Linked DNA regions of Sus scrofa: region 2 is linked to region 1. The links are chromatin contacts, called in public Hi-C maps. All regions are on one chromosome and are shown on one strand. Each heading gives the region's core, a stretch centred on a gene start, on an enhancer-like site or on the middle of the called end of the contact. The rest is flanking DNA. Distances are from core to core; before and after follow the strand shown. Region 1 overlaps GNA14 (G protein subunit alpha 14). Region 2 holds the start of GNAQ (G protein subunit alpha q).

Region 1 (4,859 bases), core at 1,362-3,861:
TAAAAACAGCTAGTATAAACCGAACCATCATTATGTGGCCACCTTGCATAAGCACTATCTCTCTTGATCATTACAACAAACCTATGAAATTAGATACTTTGAATATCCCAATTTCATATGTTAGGAAACCAATGCTTTGCGTGGAGAAGAGATAGTAATGGCAGAACAGCCATTCGAGCCCAGGGTTCCAGACCCCAAAGTCTATGCAGGGAATCACCGTCTTCAACTGATTTACAACATTTACATTTTAAAGGGAGGAAAGAAGGGGATAGTGGTTACCTGTGAAACCCTCTAGACTAGACAGAAATTACCGGAAACCTGGGAAAGCCTGGAGAATTATTTCCTGCACCCCTTGCCTGCCAACTGCTCTTCTCCAATCTAAACTGAAGGTTTTTTTCAAACAGGGAATTCAAAAACCAAGTCCTTCATAAAAGAAAGGAGGAAAAGGGGCTCTAGAGATCAAAGAAGGGCTTGGAAATAAGTAAGATTCTTCTACAGTGAATTGCAAGCAAGCACAAGACAGCATTTTACACCAAGCCTCCAGCATGACTGTTTCCATTAGAAGACTTTCAGGTATTTACATGCAGCTGAGGAACAAAATGTGTTCTTTTTAACAAAGAATATGGAAAAATGGAGTTAGAAACGTACATTCTGAAGGCCACCAGTGGTGCCTGTCCACTTAACCCTTATTCTAAAGGATATCATCTATACAATAAAAATAAAATAAAATGAAATCAGGTAGACTGTTAGTGGTGGTGTATATACATATCAATATCAATGTGAGTTTATAGAAAAAGTAAGCTTCACTAATTAGTCTACAGGCTTAACAAGGCTCATAAATAGAGTAGGGAGAGTCTGCCCATGTGGTTCATTCCATTATGACTCAGGACACCACCTAGTGACAGCTTCTCTGATTGCATCTGCTGACAGAAAACTCGCTGTGGTGCTTTATACACCGCATCCTGAAGTTACAGCAACTGACAATCTAGATGCCCTTGACAGATGACTGGATTAGCAAGATGCTGGTATATATACACAGTGGAATACTACTCAGCCATAAAAAAGAACAAAATAATGCCATTTGCAGCAACATGGATGGAACTAGAGACTCTCATACTGAGTGAAGTCAGAAAGAAAAAGACAAATACCATACGATATCACTTACATCTGGAATCTAATATATGGCACAAATGAACCTACAGAAAAGAAAATCATGGACTTGGAGAATAGACTTGTGGTTGCCAAGGGGAAGGTGGAGGAATGGGATGGATTGGGAGCTTGGGGTTAATAGATGCAGACTATTGTCTTTGGAATAGATTAGAAATGAGATCCTGCTGTATAGCACTGGGAACTATGTCCAGTCACTTATGATGGAGCATGATAATGTGAGAAAAAAGAATGTATACATGTATGTGTAACTGGGTCACCTTGCTCTACAGTAGAAAAAAATTATGTATTGGGGAAATAAAGAAATTAATAATAACTGGCTAAAGACACAGAAATTCTCACTCTTTAATAGGAAGGATTAGTGAACAAGAGTGAGAGAAAGAGCTTGAGAGTTAGAGTTTAGTGGAAGGCACATCCTTGCTGCTTTATTTATTTTTTTTGCCATGGTGTGCAGTGGATTCATGTGGGATCTCAGTGCCCAGACCAGGGACTGAATCTGGGCTACAGCAGTGCAAGTGCTAGACCACCAGGGAACTCCCTCTTGCTACTTTCAAGGCTAATAGAATATTAACCACTTGGAGGGCAGTGCTTATAAATTCAAATTTTATTGGCATGTCCTTTGAAGTGTATAAAAAGTAACAAGAGAGGTTAAGTTGTTTCTAGTAGTTATAAGCAAACGAGTAGTAACAGGACTGAGTCCAACGGTCCAAGCTGTCCATCTTACTCCCTTGATGCTCTAACTGGCAGCTCCATGTGGCTGAGAAGCAAGGCCCTTGTGTGTAAAAAAGTGCTTGAGAGGACAACCAGTTCCCAATGAATCCAGGGAACTGCATGAGGTTGTCCCACTCTTTGCAGTGAATTGAACATGCTGTTTCAGGTGCTCACATTTCCAACTGATGTGCCTTTCACTTCAAATGCACATCTCTCTTGGTTATAGACACTCTGCCCCACCTAGCCACCCTGTAAACTCTCAAAATCACACTCCGGTGATGCTTTGCATCTAGTTCTGCAATAGTGTTCCCTCCCACGGAAATTATACTCCTGAAAAAAAAATTGCCACACATTTCCCAGAGAGTCATCCAAAAACATTCCTTGCTCTGGGGTGTTTTTGTTTTTTCTTTCTTTCTTTTTTTTTGGTAATTCACTTTTTCCGTTCTTTTCAATAGCTTGAAAAACTCTTAAACACACCACAACAAATATTTGGCTCACAGCTTACTTTAATGATGTGCTTTCGAAATGGTGGTTTTAATCCTGGATGCATATTTGGTTGTTGTTTTCCTTTTGCAGTGAGAACCCACAGGCATTTCGGACTGGGAGTGGTGTTAGGAGAGCAGGGCATCGCAGGTTTCCCATCTTTGGGAAATCTTCCGCTCTGTGGAGCCTCTTCTAGCGCCCCCTGACCTTCGCAGCGTAGGTCCTGGGCTCCCTCCAAATAGGACGATGGAGCGGGTGGCTGCCTCTAGGGGGCAGCAGCTGACCCATGTTGTCCTCTCTCAACCACTCCCCACTCTCTGTATATGAAAACCAGAACTAAGTGGACAGCTTCGAGGAGGGAAGAGACGTCTCCCCAGAACTCTGTATGGCCTGAGGAGTATTTGGGGGGGGTGCTGGGAAGGACTGACCACCTGTGTGTGAGCCTGTGGTGTTTCTGACCCCACTACAACTGGGTACAGTTTGCCTAAGTTCTGGATTTAAGTAGCCCAGATATCAAAGTTTCCTCAGAATATGATTATCAAATAAAAATAGGGGACAGCATTTGAGTTTCAGATACACAGCTGATACGCTTTAAGTCTAAGTATGCCCATGTATTTGAGAAGAACTTGGGCTAAAGTATCTTTTCAATTTACCCTAGTATTTTACCATAGTAAAGACACTGAAGAAATCTGACTGCTTCTGTATCGGGGACTGTCGATCCATTTCAGGGCCTTTTCCCGGGCTTTCAAAGCAAATTTGGCATTAGCCAGGCTTCTTCCTCAAGGAGAGCAATCAGAAATCAGTGCCCATTTGCTTCTGAATCATGTCTCTGCCCTGCTCACCCGGGTTCTAGATAGTCCATTTATCTGCACAAACAAGCCACAGAGGATCAACATTTTCTCCCCTTCACCGAGGACGCCAGGCCACCTTCTCATGGGACTTTTGCTGTCTCCAACATTAAGTGCCACACATGCACCACTGTCCTCCACCCTCACACAGGATAGGGAGGGACAGGCCACACAGTGTGAATGTATCTACTATCCCCAAATGAAAGAAGGTGATAATGATGCATTTCCTGCTGTCTGTTTCACCACAGTTTTAGAAAAGACAAAGTAAGGAACAGAGGGGTTGTCTTACTATGACATGGCCCAGAGCTCAGCACAAGCCTCCCGTGCCTGGGAACCCTCCCGCCTGCAGATTTCAGCCACAGTGACATTTGGTCTCACCTTCTCTTTGCCTCCACAAGCTCTTTCCTGCATCTGTGCACAAATCCACAACTGCACTCCTTCCACGGGGCCCCATGAGCTCTCCCCCCCCTCTCCCCACCACAATGTGTCCCATGTGCTCTCCCAGCCCCCCATTGGTGGCCCCACCCACCGTCTCAGGCCTGAGGAAACTTCACCACTCTCAGCAGCCCCATCCCCAAGGTTCCACCCACAAACTCCTGAGCCTCCCCACCCCAACCCCAATCCAACTTGCAGGGGAGGCTAGGCCATGATTTCTCTTGCTCTTTATGAAATCTCAGCAATGCCTGATCCCTCAACAATTTTCATTTGTTTTATTTATTTTATTTTTTTTTCTTTTCCAAATGTCAAATCAGCTTCTCGGTCGCCAAGCATAATAATGTGTCCTTATTCAACCCCAAGCTCCCCTGACCTACAGGTACAAAGCTTTCTCACAACCACGGGGCCTACAAAGTGCCTTTTTATCCTGCTGGCATCTCACAGCTGCCTTCTGCCAGGCATTTCGATGCTCTGACCCGACTCCCTACCTTGGGGTGACTCAGGGTGAGAAGACCTGCCCACCAAGCCATGCGTGGTCCTAGGAGGCCACCAATGAGTCACGTGGGACACCCCATGGAGCATATCCCCCCCACCCCCATCTGTGCTAGGAGTGCTCCTTGCCCAGTTCCTGAAGTTCAGTTCCTTCTCTGCTTTGGTTTCCCTCCTATGGTTCCCCACCCTACAAAGCTGTCAGAAAGCTCTCCCCAAGTCGAGTGAGGTGAATAGTGTCCCCATCAAATTTATGTCACCTCAGAATGTGACCAGATTTGGAAACGGTGCCTGTGCAGGTATAATTAAGAATCAAGGAGTTCCCATCATGGCTCAGTGGGTTACAAACCCAACTAATATTCATGAGGATGTGGGTTCTACCCCTGGCTTCACTCAGCGGGTTAAGGATCTGGCACTGCTGTGAGCTGTGGTTTAGGTCGCAGATGTGGCTTGGATCCTGCATCACTGTGGCTGTGGTGTAGGCCAGTAGCTATAACTCCAATTTGACCCCTAGCCTGAGAACGTCCATATGCCACAGGTGCGGCCCTAAAAAAAAAAAGTATAGAGATGAGATCATACTGGATTCCTGTGGGCTCTAAATTCAATGAGAGGTCCTTGTTAGAGACAGAAGAGGACACACCCAGACACAGGGAAGAAGGTGACGTGAAGATGGGGGCAGGGACCGGCCTGACGTTTCTACAAACCCAGAGACGGCAGGCCGGATTG
Region 2 (4,571 bases), core at 1,824-4,323, 540 kb after region 1:
ATGCCGCAGGAGCGGCCCAAGAAATAGCAACAACAACAAAAATTAAAAAAAAAAAAAAAAAAGAAAAGAAAACAACAATTCAAAATATGATATTTTATGGTAGTAGGTTTCTGGGTTCATTTTTTAAAAAGAATAAAAATCAAAATATAGAGCACTATAGAATTTGGAACACAGTGGCATAAATGCTGGATACATATCAAGACAGCCCAAGTTTTACTGCCATGCTTTCATCCAAGCAGGTAACCACTATTTTCTCTTTCTAATTTCTCCAATTATTAATATATAAAACTGACTAATTATGTGAACAAATGCAAGGGGCCCCTGCCAAATAAATCCATTAAAATGGCGTCATGCTTTGAACTAAAATTTTGAAGATAATTTTACACTGAATTTCATTTAAACAAAAGGGCGACTCCTCAATTTAAATGAAGTAGTTAAAAATATTGGTAAAGCTTTGGAGAGGTTTTATGAATGAAGGTTTGGTGCACTTATCAAAGCAGCACATCAGTAGTTCCTCAAAGGGAACCCCTTCCCAGGACCTTCCCCCGGTTCAAATCATTCATCACTTCTCTCCTAGACTCAAGGAAACGTGAAATCACATGCATACACACACACAAACCTACATTTAGTATATAACTCTGACAATGTAAATAGTGTAGGTTCTGCAGTAGTTATGTTACAAAAGCAACATACCTAGACATGAACACGTATATTATTTATTTCTTGTAAATAACAGAAAGCTGTATGCTTTTTAAATGCTACTAATAAATGTAGGTGCTAGATGGATGTCCTTTTTTTTTAACCACTTCTACTAGGCCATATTAGGGAGCTGAGGTGGGGCTGTATTAAATCCTACTCAAAAGATCTAATGGGGGGGAGTTCTTCACACTACTACTTCAAGAGTAAAACTATTTTAATTTTTTCCTCATAAAATTATCTCCAAGTTCAATACTTAAAGCACAATATGTCACTTAAATACACAGTATATATGTAAGTAAGCATCCATCTATGGGTATTTCCCCCAAAGCCCTCCTCCTATTCAAACCTAGGCTCTCAGACAAACCCCTGAGCTCTAACTCATAGCTGTTAGGAACCCACATTTCAGCAATGGGGTAGGCTTGAGACCTCAAACGCCCTATTCACAGCTGAACAGAAACAAATAAAGACAGTAAACAGGGCAAAAGAAAAACCATTCTAAAGTCACACATGCTTTTCCCCTTAATCATACACTTAACCAACTCTATACATTTCTCTTGCCCTGTCTTCTCATTCTTGAGAATACAGAAAACAATCAACTACACCTTTTCAGCCATTAGAAGTAGCTCAAAATGAGAATAAAACTAAAAATAAAAAGACCTTCCTTTTCCAATTGCAGTTTTTCCCCTTCCCTGGCTTCATTCCCTAAAGCCCACCCCTTTTATCCAGGGTTTGCCTTCTGTTCCTTAAAAACATGTGCACATTTATCTAATCTCATTTTCAAAATGAAGACATTAAACATGTCATGTGAATTAACCATTTGTAACTATTTGTCATCATTATATTTTGTTCCTTCTTGTAAATAATCCAGTACATAAGCAGTTCCTTCCCAAAGGCAATTGGTTCCTTGAACCAGGAGATGGAATGCTCAAGATAAGAAAGAAAATGCATGCTTCTCAAATCAGAATTGACAATATAATATTCTTTTCTCCCAGAAATGTCTGAGAAACATATTTATTATACACGCAAATATCCACAACACAAGTAGAGACATTTTTCAGGCCTGTTACTGCAAAGCTGTTTGTTCTTCCTACCACAATAGCTCAGAGTTATGTCGCCCTGATTTGTATGTGAACGTTGATTCTGAACATTCTCTCAGAGATAATAATCAATAAAATTCCTAGACGAGAAATGGTATTTTCTTGCTAACTTAGTGTTAGGACAAAATGATGGGTTATTTTTTAGAAATTAAAGAGAAATTTTTGCTGTTCACTTCCCGTTTTCCTTCTAGCCCAGATTCCAAAGATATTAAAATCCTGTCCGTTTTAAACAAAAGGTTTCTATTTGTTTCCATGGGAGTAATTGAGAGGCTGTACTGGCTTTCAGTAGTAACTACTGTGAATTCAGGCCTACATCTGGGTTGCCTCATTAAACAAAAGATACCCGTCGCTGTCAACAACCACATCGCACAATCTCCTATATCCCCTCATCTTTATCTGAAAAGAATGGTGGAGAAACATTCCTGTCACCATAAAGAAACTCTTCTGGGTCCCTCCTTTTGGTGGTCTGGTGCACTCGTGTGACACATCTGGGCTTGCCTCCCCGCCTCCCCCCGCCCCAATACATAAGCCCCTTTCTTCGAAGAGCCAACCACTGGGCTCCCTCAACATCACTCCTTGGAGAATCCAGCCGCGAGTGTGCCCACCGTTCCACCATTCCCTCTCGACCCCCAAAGCACTGACAATGGCTGCAAACAGGCTACCCCACTGCACGCCATCCCACAACGTGCCCTGGCTCCGCTCGTCACCCTGGGGCCACACACACACAGCTCCCCAACTCCACCACCCCACCGGGCGCCAGGGCCACGACACTGGAAGTTCAATCCTTCAGCCCACCACCCCACCACCGTGCCTCTCCCCGAAGCAATCTGCTAGGTAGCAGATGCACCGCAGATAAACGCGCATCGCGAGTGCACAGCCCTCAGGGATACCAAAAGGCACACGCCAAGGCCCTGGGCAGGGCAGCCCCTACCCTTCTGCGCGCGCGCGCGGGCGTGTGCGCGCCCGCGCGAGTGCGGGAAGTGTCCGGGGGCGCGCCCGGGGAGGGCCGGAGCGAGCCGCAGGCGCCCGGGGGCGGGGGCCGCGGTCCCGGGGCCTGAGGGTGGCGGGCAGGGGGCACAGAGGCCCGGCGGGAGGGCCCGCGGCGGCCAGCCCAGGCAGTACTCACCGAGCAGCAGCAACTTGAGCTCTCGGCGGGCGTCCCGCTTGTCCCTGCGGAGCTGCCGCTCAATCTCGTCGTTGATCCTCCGGGCTTCCTTGGCCTCCTCGCTCAGGCAGCACGCCATGATGGACTCCAGAGTCATTCTTCCAAAGTGCCTCCGCTGCAGCCCCGCCGGCACCCCCTGCTCAACAAGCGCGCACACACACCCTCCCGCCCTCGCTCCCCCGAGGCAGCGGTGGCCGCCGAGCCCCCGCCGCCCGGGCGCGCGTCCTGGACGAGCTCGGGGAACCGCCGCGGGGTCCGCGGCGAGGGCCGGGGCCACCAGGTGGGCCGGGGGTGCGGCGGGAGCGTGCGGCTCGGGCTGCCGGGAGGAGCGAGGCGGGCGCGGGAGGCGGCCGCGGGCGCTGGCTCGGGGGGCGCGCTAGGGAAGGCCGCCGCGCCCGGCCTCGCTCAGACGCCCGCGCCTCCTTCCCCGGGAATGGGCGGCCCGCCTCGCCCCCCGCGCCGCCGCCGCCGCCGCCGAGGCTCCCCTAAGCCGTGCGCCCGGCGGCGAGAGCACATCCACCGGGGCGTCCCCGCAGCGAGCGGCCGCCGACGGCTCCCCACGCCTGGCGCGCCTGCTCCTCACCGCTGCCTGACACGGCTCCCGGGTGCCCTCGGCCCTGCCCGCGCCCACCGCCCGGCTCGCGCGCAAACCCGGCTAGCCGGCCCGCCCGGCCGCCGCGCGCTCCTCCGCCTCCGCCTCCGCCCCCGCCAGACGCCCACCCCCGGCCTCGATTGCCAGGCGCGGAGCTGCTGCTCAGTGCTCGCCCTCCCCCTCGCCACACACACACATTTTCTTCTTCTCTGAACTAGAGCACAGATCCGGGAGGGAGGCGGCGGCGGCGGCGGCAAGAGGAGGAGGAGGGAGGGAGTGGGCGCGGGAGGAGGGGAGCGGGAGGCGGTGCCTCCCGGCCCCTCCTGGAAGGCTTTCCTGGGCTCGCAGCCGACACGGCGCGCCTCCCAGTGCGGCTCTCGCCTCGCTCGCGCCGCTCGGCGGCTGCACCGGGCCCCTCGGACTCTGCGGGCGCCTCCCGCTCCCGCGCCCGGGGTCTGGCCCGCGGGCTCAGCGATCAAGGCAGTCCCTGGCGGGGGGGCGGGGCCGGGTCGCCGAGGCGCAGCCCGGGCCGCCGCCAACCTGCAGCTGCCGGCCGACCGCCCGGGCGTGGTAAAACGGGAATATGGCGGCCTCCGCCCGCCTTCTGCCCACCGGCCCCGGAACGCGGCGGCGGCCCCACCGGGAAGGCGCGGGACTCAGCCCAGCGAGCCCCGTGCACCGGCCGGCGCTGTGAACACCCGGCCGCACTCTGAAGGTGCCCGCGGCGCTCGCGTCCCCCGCCCGCAGATCCGCTTTGCCGGGCGGCTCTTCGCCCAGTTCACTGTTCTCTCCAGTTCCTATTTCTAAAACGCCATTTGGTTAGAAAGTATCTCGCGTCACCTCAGACCCCCAGTTCAATCACAGAAAATAAAATACATTCAATCTTGGAGTGCTACTGGAGGAAAGAAGGAATTGTCACTGGCTCTTGGAGAGGGACGGGGAAGATTAATAGGAGAAACATTCCACGAAGTTACTGGAGATAGAAATCTAAATCTTGAATAAAAAAGTGAAGCAGCCC

What was found. Hi-C and Micro-C count contacts between places; a contact is called where the count stands out from the background.
Region 2: a Hi-C map of subcutaneous adipose tissue shows a contact between it and region 1, with 2.6 times the contacts expected there. The contact joins the promoter of GNAQ here to the enhancer-like site in region 1. A contact is called at or near these places in 3 of 5 promoter capture datasets (fetal liver, liver and skeletal muscle), 21 of 47 Hi-C or Micro-C datasets (adipocytes, alveolar macrophages, embryonic fibroblasts and 13 more) and 1 of 2 datasets of contacts at active chromatin or transcription factors (skeletal muscle).

The regions. Positions count from the first base shown.
Region 1 is chr1:230,367,365-230,372,223 of Sscrofa11.1, forward strand. The region is part of intron 2 of GNA14 (G protein subunit alpha 14); the gene reads right to left. Among named protein-coding and RNA genes, the nearest start is that of GNA14, 180 kb to the right of the region's middle. Within about 2 kb of position 2,612, at least 15 of the 83 cell types and tissues checked have an H3K27ac peak or open chromatin away from gene starts, as enhancers often do. A contact at or near this core is called in retroperitoneal adipose tissue and subcutaneous adipose tissue, where this site is marked.
Region 2 is chr1:230,903,915-230,908,485 of Sscrofa11.1, forward strand. It overlaps GNAQ (G protein subunit alpha q), which reads right to left and starts at 3,074. Exons shown (of 7, transcript NM_001038623.1): 1 at 2,923-3,074. The coding sequence starts at 3,058.